Regions from separate parts of the Callithrix jacchus genome. Here region 1 is linked to region 2. Evidence: chromatin contacts called from public Hi-C data. All regions are on one chromosome and are shown on one strand. The core of a region is the stretch at or near the end of the contact, and the rest is flanking DNA. Distances in the headings are between cores, read along the strand shown. Region 1 has its middle 4.3 kb from the start of TRPM5. Region 2 overlaps KCNQ1 (potassium voltage-gated channel subfamily Q member 1).

The links. Hi-C and Micro-C count contacts between places; a contact is called where the count stands out from the background.
Region 1: a contact with region 2 is called in a Hi-C map of induced pluripotent stem cells, with 7 times the contacts expected there. The contact joins two enhancer-like sites. A contact is called at or near these places in 2 of 3 Hi-C or Micro-C datasets (induced pluripotent stem cells and skeletal muscle).

What each region holds. Positions count from the first base shown.
Region 1 is chr10:129,441,173-129,445,495 of calJac240_pri, forward strand. No RefSeq gene overlaps it. Among named protein-coding and RNA genes, the nearest start is that of TRPM5, 4.3 kb to the right of the region's middle. Within about 2 kb of position 1,944, at least 2 of the 16 cell types and tissues checked have an H3K27ac peak or open chromatin away from gene starts, as enhancers often do.
Region 2 is chr10:129,331,282-129,335,903 of calJac240_pri, forward strand. KCNQ1 (potassium voltage-gated channel subfamily Q member 1) reads right to left here. Exons shown (of 12, transcript XM_078341766.1): 2 at 1,346-1,436. Among named protein-coding and RNA genes, the nearest start is that of KCNQ1, 80 kb to the right of the region's middle. Within about 2 kb of position 2,845, at least 2 of the 16 cell types and tissues checked have an H3K27ac peak or open chromatin away from gene starts, as enhancers often do.

The DNA of each region.
Region 1 (4,323 bases), core at 694-3,193, 110 kb after region 2:
TCATGACCATCACTATCACCACCACCACCATCACAACTATTATAACCACCACTGCCATCACCACTGCCAAAATGTCCACCGCCATCATCACCACCACCTTCATCAGTATTAATACCATCACTGCCACCACCACAGTAACTACCACCACTACCATCATCATCATCATCATTCCCACCACCAACACCATCACTATCATCACCGCCACCTTCATCATCATCATTCCCACCACCATCATCACCACCACCTTCATCATCATCATTCCCACCACCACCATCATCATTCCCATCACCATCATCACCACCACCATCATCATCATTCCTACCACCATCATCACCACCATCACCACCACCACCATCATCATTCCCACCACCAACACCATCACTATCATCACCACCACCTTCATCATCATCATTCCCAGCACCATCATCATCATTCCTACCACCATCATCACCACCATCACCACCACCACCAACACCATCACCACCATCACCACCACCACCTTCATCACCACCACCATCATCATCAATCCCACCACCATCATCACCACCATCACCACCACCACCTTCATCACCACCACCATCATCATCATTCCCACCACCATCACCACCACCATCATCATCATTCCCACCACCATCATCATCATCATTCCCACCATCACCACCACCTTCATCATCATCATTCCTACCACCATCATCATCACCACCATTGTCATCATCATTCCCACCACCATCACCACGACCATCATCATCATTATCATTCCCACCACCATCATCATCATCATTCCCACCACCACCACCATCATCACTATATTCACCACCCTCAGTACCTTGGAGTGTAAACCAGGGACTCTAATAGCTGAGATGCCCTGGGGGCCGATGCTGGTGGTGATGGTGATGGTGGTGTTACTGATGAGTGTGGTGGTGGTGGTGGTGGTGGTGGTGATGATGGTGGTTGTGTTGATGGTAACAGTGATACCATCACCACGCCCACAACCCTGATGCCCACCACCACTGTCATCACCACCACTCTCGTTGGTAAGAGCACCATTTTGTCACAACCATAATCACCAACAGCATCACAACCGTGGCCACCATCACCAGGATCACCACCGTCAGCAGCGTCACCATCACCAGGATCACCACCGTCAGCAGCGTCACCATCACCAGGATCACCACCGTCAGCAGCGTCACCATCACCAGGATCACCACCGTCAGCAGCGTCACCATCACCAGGATCACCACCGTCAGCAGCGTCGCCATCACCAGGATCACCACCGTCAGCAGCGTCGCCATCACCAGGATCACCACCGTCAGCAGCGTCGCCATCACCGGGATCACCACCGTCAGCAGCGTCGCCATCACCAGGATCACCACCGCCGTCATGACCATCAGTATCATCACCACCACCACCAGCGCCGCGACTACTGCCACCATCACCACCATCACTGCTACCCATCACCACCGCTGCCCCAGACTCTGCCTGTGGTCCTTTGGTGCCCTCTGGTGGCTGACAGGCCCGCCTAGAGTGGCCACCAGTGTCCCTGAGAGTAAGTCCTAGGTACTGTTCCCCGCCATTCATGGAGTTTATGGTTTGAGGGGCCCTGGGCAGGGGGTCCTTGGAGTCCCTTTTGGGAAGGGGCACACAGAGGTATCCCCCAGGCTCTGTTCTCCTCATGTGTCCCCTGCAACCTCCCAGAAGCTGGGCTATCGGAGTCCCTGTTTCACACTCCAAGGTACTGAGGCCCAGAGTGGCTGAGGATTCGATCGCAGGTTGGATCCAGGACTTCGGGACTCCAGCGGCACACTCTGTCCCCTTGGAAGCCTGTCCTGCCTCCGGATGCAGGGACGGTCCTCACAGAGCACCCCTGGTGCTGAGCAGTGAATGGGCATCACTCACAGCTGGTCCACGCTGTGCAGCCTGTCCAGCACAGATGAGACACCATCAGCCATGCGCCAATGCCCTGTGGCCTCCCAGGGCCACCACTGGGAGGAGGCTGTCCCTCTGGCTCCCTGTCCTTCGTGGGACAGCCAGCGTGAGACGTGTGCTCTCGAGGCAGCTCCTGTGCTCACTTGCTGTGCAGACGGAGGTGAAAAGCCCTGTGCAATCGCATTTCACGGTGGATTTCAGCCTGTGCCAAGCAGGTCATGTCAGGTGGTGCCCTGTGTTGGTTCACAGTCAGCTCCCTGGGGCCAGCATTGGCTGCCCAGGTGCCAGGCGTGCTGGGCAGGGAAGAGGAGGAGGAAGGGCTTGAGAGCCAGGCCCACAGGCACACCCCGCAAGGCAGGCAGACGGCGCCACTCCCTCCTTGGGCAGCAGCCGCGAGTCGGGGTGCTGGGAGAAGGCAGGCAGGTAGGAACCTCACACCGCTGCTGGCTCCCAGGTGGGAAGAAGGGGTGGGGTCGTACCCCCTCCTCCCGGGTGGGAAGGGCAGGTGGGCACAAGGAGGGGAGACAGGACAGTGCCGCTTTGGCACTCCTCTGCCTCTTGCCTAAGTTTCCTTATCTCTAGCAGGGAGAAGCCCCACTTCCCAGGGCTGTGGAGGGCCGGCCCCACTGTGGGTGAGGTGGGGCATTCTGGAACGGGCTGCCCAGTGGTGGGAGAGGGTCTGGGCAGGAGGGCCAGCGCCACGGGCTCTGGATCTGGGACTTCAGGGACAGTGTCTGGTCAGCAGCCTGCAAAGGCAGGTGTGGCTCAGAAGCCGACGGCAGGGGGAGTGGGGCAGTGGGAGAATCTGGGGTCACTGAGTCACCACTGTCCTCTTGCCACCACTTCCTTGAGCCATATCCTCCACTGCAGTCCAGGGAGGTGGGGTATCCTCATGGGGAGGAAAGAGGGACACACAGCTGACTTCCTGCCTGCTGGACGGGACCGTTTTTGTACCCTCTCCTTGTGACCACCCGTTCCCCCAAATCTCACAAATGAGGCTGGCCCAGGGAAGCTGAGGGACCCACCCAAAGTCACACAGCCTGGGGGAACAAGTGGGGCTGGAACCCCAGGACCTGGCCATCCAGCTCCGCCCTACGCTGGCTGTGGGGTGCCCGGGAGGCCACATTTGGTTCTGGCTGTCTCTGGGATGGCTGTGGCTATGGGTGCCCTCTGCCCTGAGCGAAAGACCCAGGGCCTTCATCACCCAAGTGGCTGCCTCGGTTTTGCCTCTTCGGAGTTCTGGGATGGACTTCTGGCCAGGGGTCACGAAGGCCCCTGGCTGCCCCCAGCTCCCTCCCACACTGGGACACACAGGGAGGGGCGCAGAAGACCTGGGCACCTGCTCATGCAAATCCCAGCCGTTTGCACCGCCTCCCTCTGAGCCTATTTGCCTGGTGCCCAACACCTGCCCAAATGCCCCCTCAGTCCCTGGGCTGGCCGGGGGGGAGGGCGGTGCTGATTCTGGGCTTGGGGAAAGGAGTCGTGAGGGCGAGGCTGCCCATGCTGCTGCTCAGCTTCCCCCACCCCAGCTGCCGGGCCCCCAGCTCTGCCCCATCCTCGGGAGAAAAGAGGGGCTGTGGCCCCTGGGAAGGGCGAGAGCTTCGGTTGTGGCTGCTTCTGCCTGTAACAGCTGCTGCTTCTCCCAGGCGGCTTGTGCAGACTGGGGGAGGCACTGCTGGGCTCCGGGCTGAAGGGTGCTCCTGGGTGTCCTATCCCAGAACTTCCAAGAGGCAAAGCCGAGCCTCCCCGGAGAGGGGCCAGGGAGCCCTGGAGGAACCCTCCCAAGGCCCAGGCCCCCCATTGCTGCCAGGGATGGAAGGGGGAAGAGGGAGTCCCCCATCTGTGACCTAAGTGTCACGGAGAAAGTGAGGGTAACTGTGTCATCCAGTCCAGCCCTGTCCCCCAGGCCGAGGGTCATGGCCAAACCCCAACTCCCGCACACCCTGTGCTGGGGACATGGCCGTCATGCACCCCCAGTTGCAGGGCACATGTCCAGATGTGGCCAGCACTGACCCAAGCAGGTGGCCAGGAGTGGCAGGGCCCTGGTGGGAGTGAGGGCCCCTGATGACCCCCGCCCAGGGCTGCAAGCACACGGCGCCCCTCACTGCCTGTTCTGCGTTGAGTGGTGTCCTCCCAGACGAAGCGATGCTAATGGTGGGGTGGTGTCCACTGGGACCTTAGAATGTGACCTCATTTGAAAACGGGGTCCTCACAGATAGCACCCCATGAGGATGAAGCCACACTGGGTAGGGTGGGCCTGGTCAATCAATGATTGCAGAGGAGACAGACAGGGGAGCAGAACACACTCCAACCAAGGCGGAGGCTGGAGACATGAAGCCACCACCAGGGAGAGCCTGGCGCCTCGGGAACCTGGAAGGCGGGGAAGGACCCTCCCAA
Region 2 (4,622 bases), core at 1,595-4,094:
CGCCAAAGCCATCACGAGAGGACTCGGGAGCCCCGTGGGGCAGGCTCCCCTGGCCAGGAAGACGCAGCACTGACAAGAAGCATGAAACCAGCCCGGATCCACCTGTGCACGCTGGGAGCTGAGCCGCGACTCTCCCTTTGCAGATACCGGGAATATTCCACAAGACTGGAAAATGGTGACACCGGACCAGGGAGAGTTGCCGGACCGGGTCCTGCTGGAGCCTGTGCGCTGCCCACGGCCCACACTCAGGCGGCTTCCGTGGGGACCCCGTGGGCTCCAGACACAGCTGGTCCCCTGCACCCCGCCTTCCAGGTAGCCTCACAGCCAGATCAACTTCAAGGTTTCCTACCAGGCCGTGAGCCTGCCTCGTCCTGCTCCCAGCACCTGGCCAGCAGAAATGGCACAGCATGGAGCAGCCCCACCTATGGCCACTCACTCCAGGCCTCCTCGCCAGAGCTGGGCCTGTTCAGGTTGAGAGGTATCTGGGGACCTGTTCCCAGCCCTTTCTTGGGGAGGACAGGAGTCCTGAGACCCCACCTCAGAGAGAGGAGCTCAGACAGCTGCCCAGGCCCAGGACGTGGGGGTTGGAAATTCCCCGGATCCTCAAGCGACCCTGGGCACCTCCAGGCACACTGGTTTCATGCTTCTTGTCGGTGCTATGTCTTCCTGGCCAGAGGAGCCTGTCCCGCCAGGCCCCTGAGTCTTCTCACAATGGCTTCATCTCATTTCTAGGGAGTCAACTTTCCCTTCCCTTCATTGCTTCTGGGCACACAGGCACAACGCGGCTAGTGGTGCCAGCCCTCACCCGCAGGGAGGAAGACACAGGGCACTCGGAACCCAGCAAAGGCCTGAGGAAGGACTGTGTGCTGAGGCAGGCACTTCCCCCAGCTTAGCTGATGGAAGGGACCACCCAGGTGCCTGGGGTGGGGGCTGCTGCTGGGACACCTTCAGGGCCCATGTGCCAGCCATAACCCAGGAGCAGGAGTCACCAGACGCCAGGGACACTGGACGAAGGCTCGGGCAGGTGTCTGCCAGCCACACCACCAGCTCCACCCTACATCCTCCTTCCTTTCAGCCAAGCTTGGAAGCCCCTCTCTAGGAAGCCCTTTCAGACTGCCAGCTCCAGGCTTCTCTCAGTCCTTGCCCCCCTGGCCTGTGACACACACATCCCAAGTCACTTGGCAAGTGTGGGTGCTGGGGAGGTGTCCCCACCGTGTATCAGGGCAGGGCCAACATGTGAGCAGGGGGCCAGGAGCGGCTCTGCCCCACGTTATGGGATCAGTGCCAGGGAGATGCCAGCCCCCAGGCAGCGTGACATCCAGCCGTGCCCTCGGACGCTACATACCATCCAGAAGAGGGTCCCCGTGGCCAGGGCAGCATATTGCTCGATGGTGGACAGCACGCTGAAGATGAGGCAGACCAGGACAATGAGGAAGCTGCAAGACAGGGACACGGTGGTCAGTTCCACGGCCTCTGCCTACCCCACAGCGGTCGGTTCCACGGCCTCAGTCCACCCCACAGATGCACCTGGGGAGCAAGCGGAGGGACCCCGGCCTCAGCCCTGCCCCTGGGTAGGAATGGACAGTGCTGTGAAAATGCAGTTGTCCGTTAGCTGAGCACAGGTTGTCCGTTAGCTGACTCAAGGTGGGTCTGCACGAGGGATGCCGGCCCGTCACGGGACGGGACAAGGTGCCAACACAAGCCGCCACATGGACGGGCCCTGGAAAAGTGGTGCCAAGGCCAGACACAGGCCAGACACCTGCCCTGGAAACATGGTGCCAAGGTCAGACACAGACAGGTGACCGCCTGCTGACCACCTGCCACGTGGCTACCCCCAGGACAGCCAGAGCCACAGAAACAGAAAGCAGACTGGTGGCTGCCCCAGGGCGGGTTAAACGCTCTGGATGCAGATGGCCGTGATGGCCACACAACGCTCAGTGTCCTACAGCCACGAGGGGCCCACTTTCTGTAAGTGAAACACGGCGTGGAATTGCATCTCGGCACAGCTGATTTTACAGCTCACTTCCGGAGCGCAGTCAGTGGCCCCTGACCAAGAGTGGAAGGCCCAGGGCAGGGGTGCTGGTGGTCACAGCACAGAAGCCAGCCCGGCTGGGTGAGGGTCCTAACATCTGCACCAAGCATCTGGTTGGCAGAGGGGCCTCGAGGCTGCAGGCTGTGGGCCCTATCATGTGGTTTTACTTCCTCCTCCCCAGGGCCCTGAGGCTGAGCCACAGAACCCATGAAAGGGAAGGCGCAGAGCCCCACCCTGGGGCCAACGCTCTGTGGGTGCGTGGAGAACAGACGGGCCGCCTGCTCTGATCCCCGGAACCATAAAGATAAGGAGCTGCTGCCTCCGCAAACGCACTCTCCAGGGCCTGCCCCGCCTTCCTCCTGCCTCAGGGGAGACTCCAAGGGAGCAAGCGGAGGGACCCCGGCCTCAGCTTGCTCATGGGTTCTCAGCGACAGGACGGCCAGCAAGCGGCCACATGGCTCCAAGGTCCCCGGGAGACACAAACAGAAAGCCACACACACAACGTGGGGGTGCCAGCATAGGGTGCCCCAGGCTCCTCCTCTCCCTGAGGTCCTGCCATCCCGAGTGGCTTCTAACCTACCCAGGGCAGCCAGGGGAACTCCTGCACTCGGCCGCACCCAGAACCCATCCTCTCACACCTGTCCAGTTGCGCACAGCCTGACACACCCTCCCCAGGTCCCCAGAGCCCACAGCAAGCAGGCTACCTCCCTGCACGGCCTGCCCTGGCTCATCCTCCCATGCACAGAGGCTTCTAAGCGAGCTGGGGCTCTGGGGCCAGCTCCACAAGCTCCTGTGGGCAGGCAATCCTTTCCAGGCCTCTGGCTGCCCCATCCAAAGGCACTGGAGGACTCACTCAGCCAATGACCCTGCTCAGGCCCCCTTCCTGGGTTCCTCCCTCCCCACAGCCACAGTCCCGCTGCTGCAGCCACCACTTCCTCAGCCACCTGCCTCAACGACACCCCATCCTGCCCACACCGGCCAGCTCCACCCGCAGAGCCAACCCCAGTGAGCCCCTGTGTGCAACCTGCCCATCCATCCTCATCTCCCCCTGACCGCAGTGCCCACCTCCGCCCTCGGCACCCCCAGCCCACATACCCAGCCAGACAGTGAACCCTCAATGTCGCCCCCCAGCATGATACCACGATGGCCCCAGACCACCCCAGCTCCTCCCAGCCTTGTTGCCAGTCCTGACTGTGCCTGGCCCAGCCCACCTCAGTCCCCCTATACCTGCTGCTGCCCAGCGTGGAAGGCCAGCTTGAGGGTCCAGCAGGCGGCTGTGTCTCATGGGCAGAGCCCAGTTCTGACGTCCAAACCTGGCCCCCACAGCACCCCACTGTGTCCTTTATACTCAAGTATCGCCGCTGGGACCAGAGTCTGTTGTGCACCCGCCAGACCATGAGCACCCCAAGAGTGGGCTGCAGTCCACGCCCAGGACAGGGCCTGGCACACAGGAGGTGATCAGCCCTGTGTGAGCTCCTTCATTTAATCTCTTTTTTTTGAGATGGAGTTTTGCTCTTGTTACCCAGGCTGGAGTGCAATGGCATGATCTTGACTCAACGCAACCTCCGCCTCCTGGGTTCAGGCAATTCTCCTGCCTCAGCCTCCTGAGTAGCTGGGATTACAGGCACACGCCACCATGCCCAGCTAATTTTTTGTATTTTTAGTAGAGATGGGGTTTCACCTTGTTGACCAGGATGGTCTCGATCTCTTGACCTTGTGATCCACCCGCCTCGGCCTCCTGAAGTGCTGGGATTATAGGCGTGAGCCACCGCGCCTGGCCCTCCTTCATTTAATCTCTAAGCCCCAAAGTTGCCACTGTGTCCCTGCCACCATGACCCTTCCTTTGCTTCCTGAGGTTACTCCCTCACTGGGACATTCGGCCCAAATACAAGTGTGATCAGCCCTGTGGTTCCCAGGAGCACCTGGAAGCTGGCATGCAACCCTGCCCTTCCTTGGGCCTCGGTCCCCTGACCCTGCCCACCCGGAGCTCTGGCTGCATCAACTGCCTGGCATTTGCACGTGAGGTGCTTCCAGCCAGGGGCCCTCTCTGCACCCCACCCTCCACACTGCCTTGGCTCTAAGGATACTTCCTGCACAGCTTGGACAGGGTGTCCAGGCCCTGCCAGTCTCCCACACTGACCACCATGCCCTCATCTGTCTCTGGGGCCATAATCCACACAGTGCTGGCTTGGGGTGGGTGCAGAGTACTTTGTTCGACAGACACGGCTGGAGCCTCCAGGACGACTGTGCAGGGTCCCCTCCATAGGGTGAATCTGTGGATCTTACGGGGACACGAGCAAAGGTCAGCCAGGAGGGGGAGGGCCCCTCTGCACTGGGCACCATTCCGGGTGCCGCAAGTGGGCTCAGCCTGGCCCACTTTGCCCTGAACATGCTGCCCACTGCCAGAGCAGGGCTCCCTCCAGGCTCTCAGAAGAGCCTTTGCGCCAACCCACAGGCCCTGGCCCTGAACCCTGCACCCCCAAGGCTGGGCTGGGTCTCCGCCCCTTGCTGGTGTAACTGCCGGCTCTTCCCACCCCTCCAGGGCTCCGTCTGCCACACCTAATCCTCCTGGGCGTCTGTTTGTTTTGAT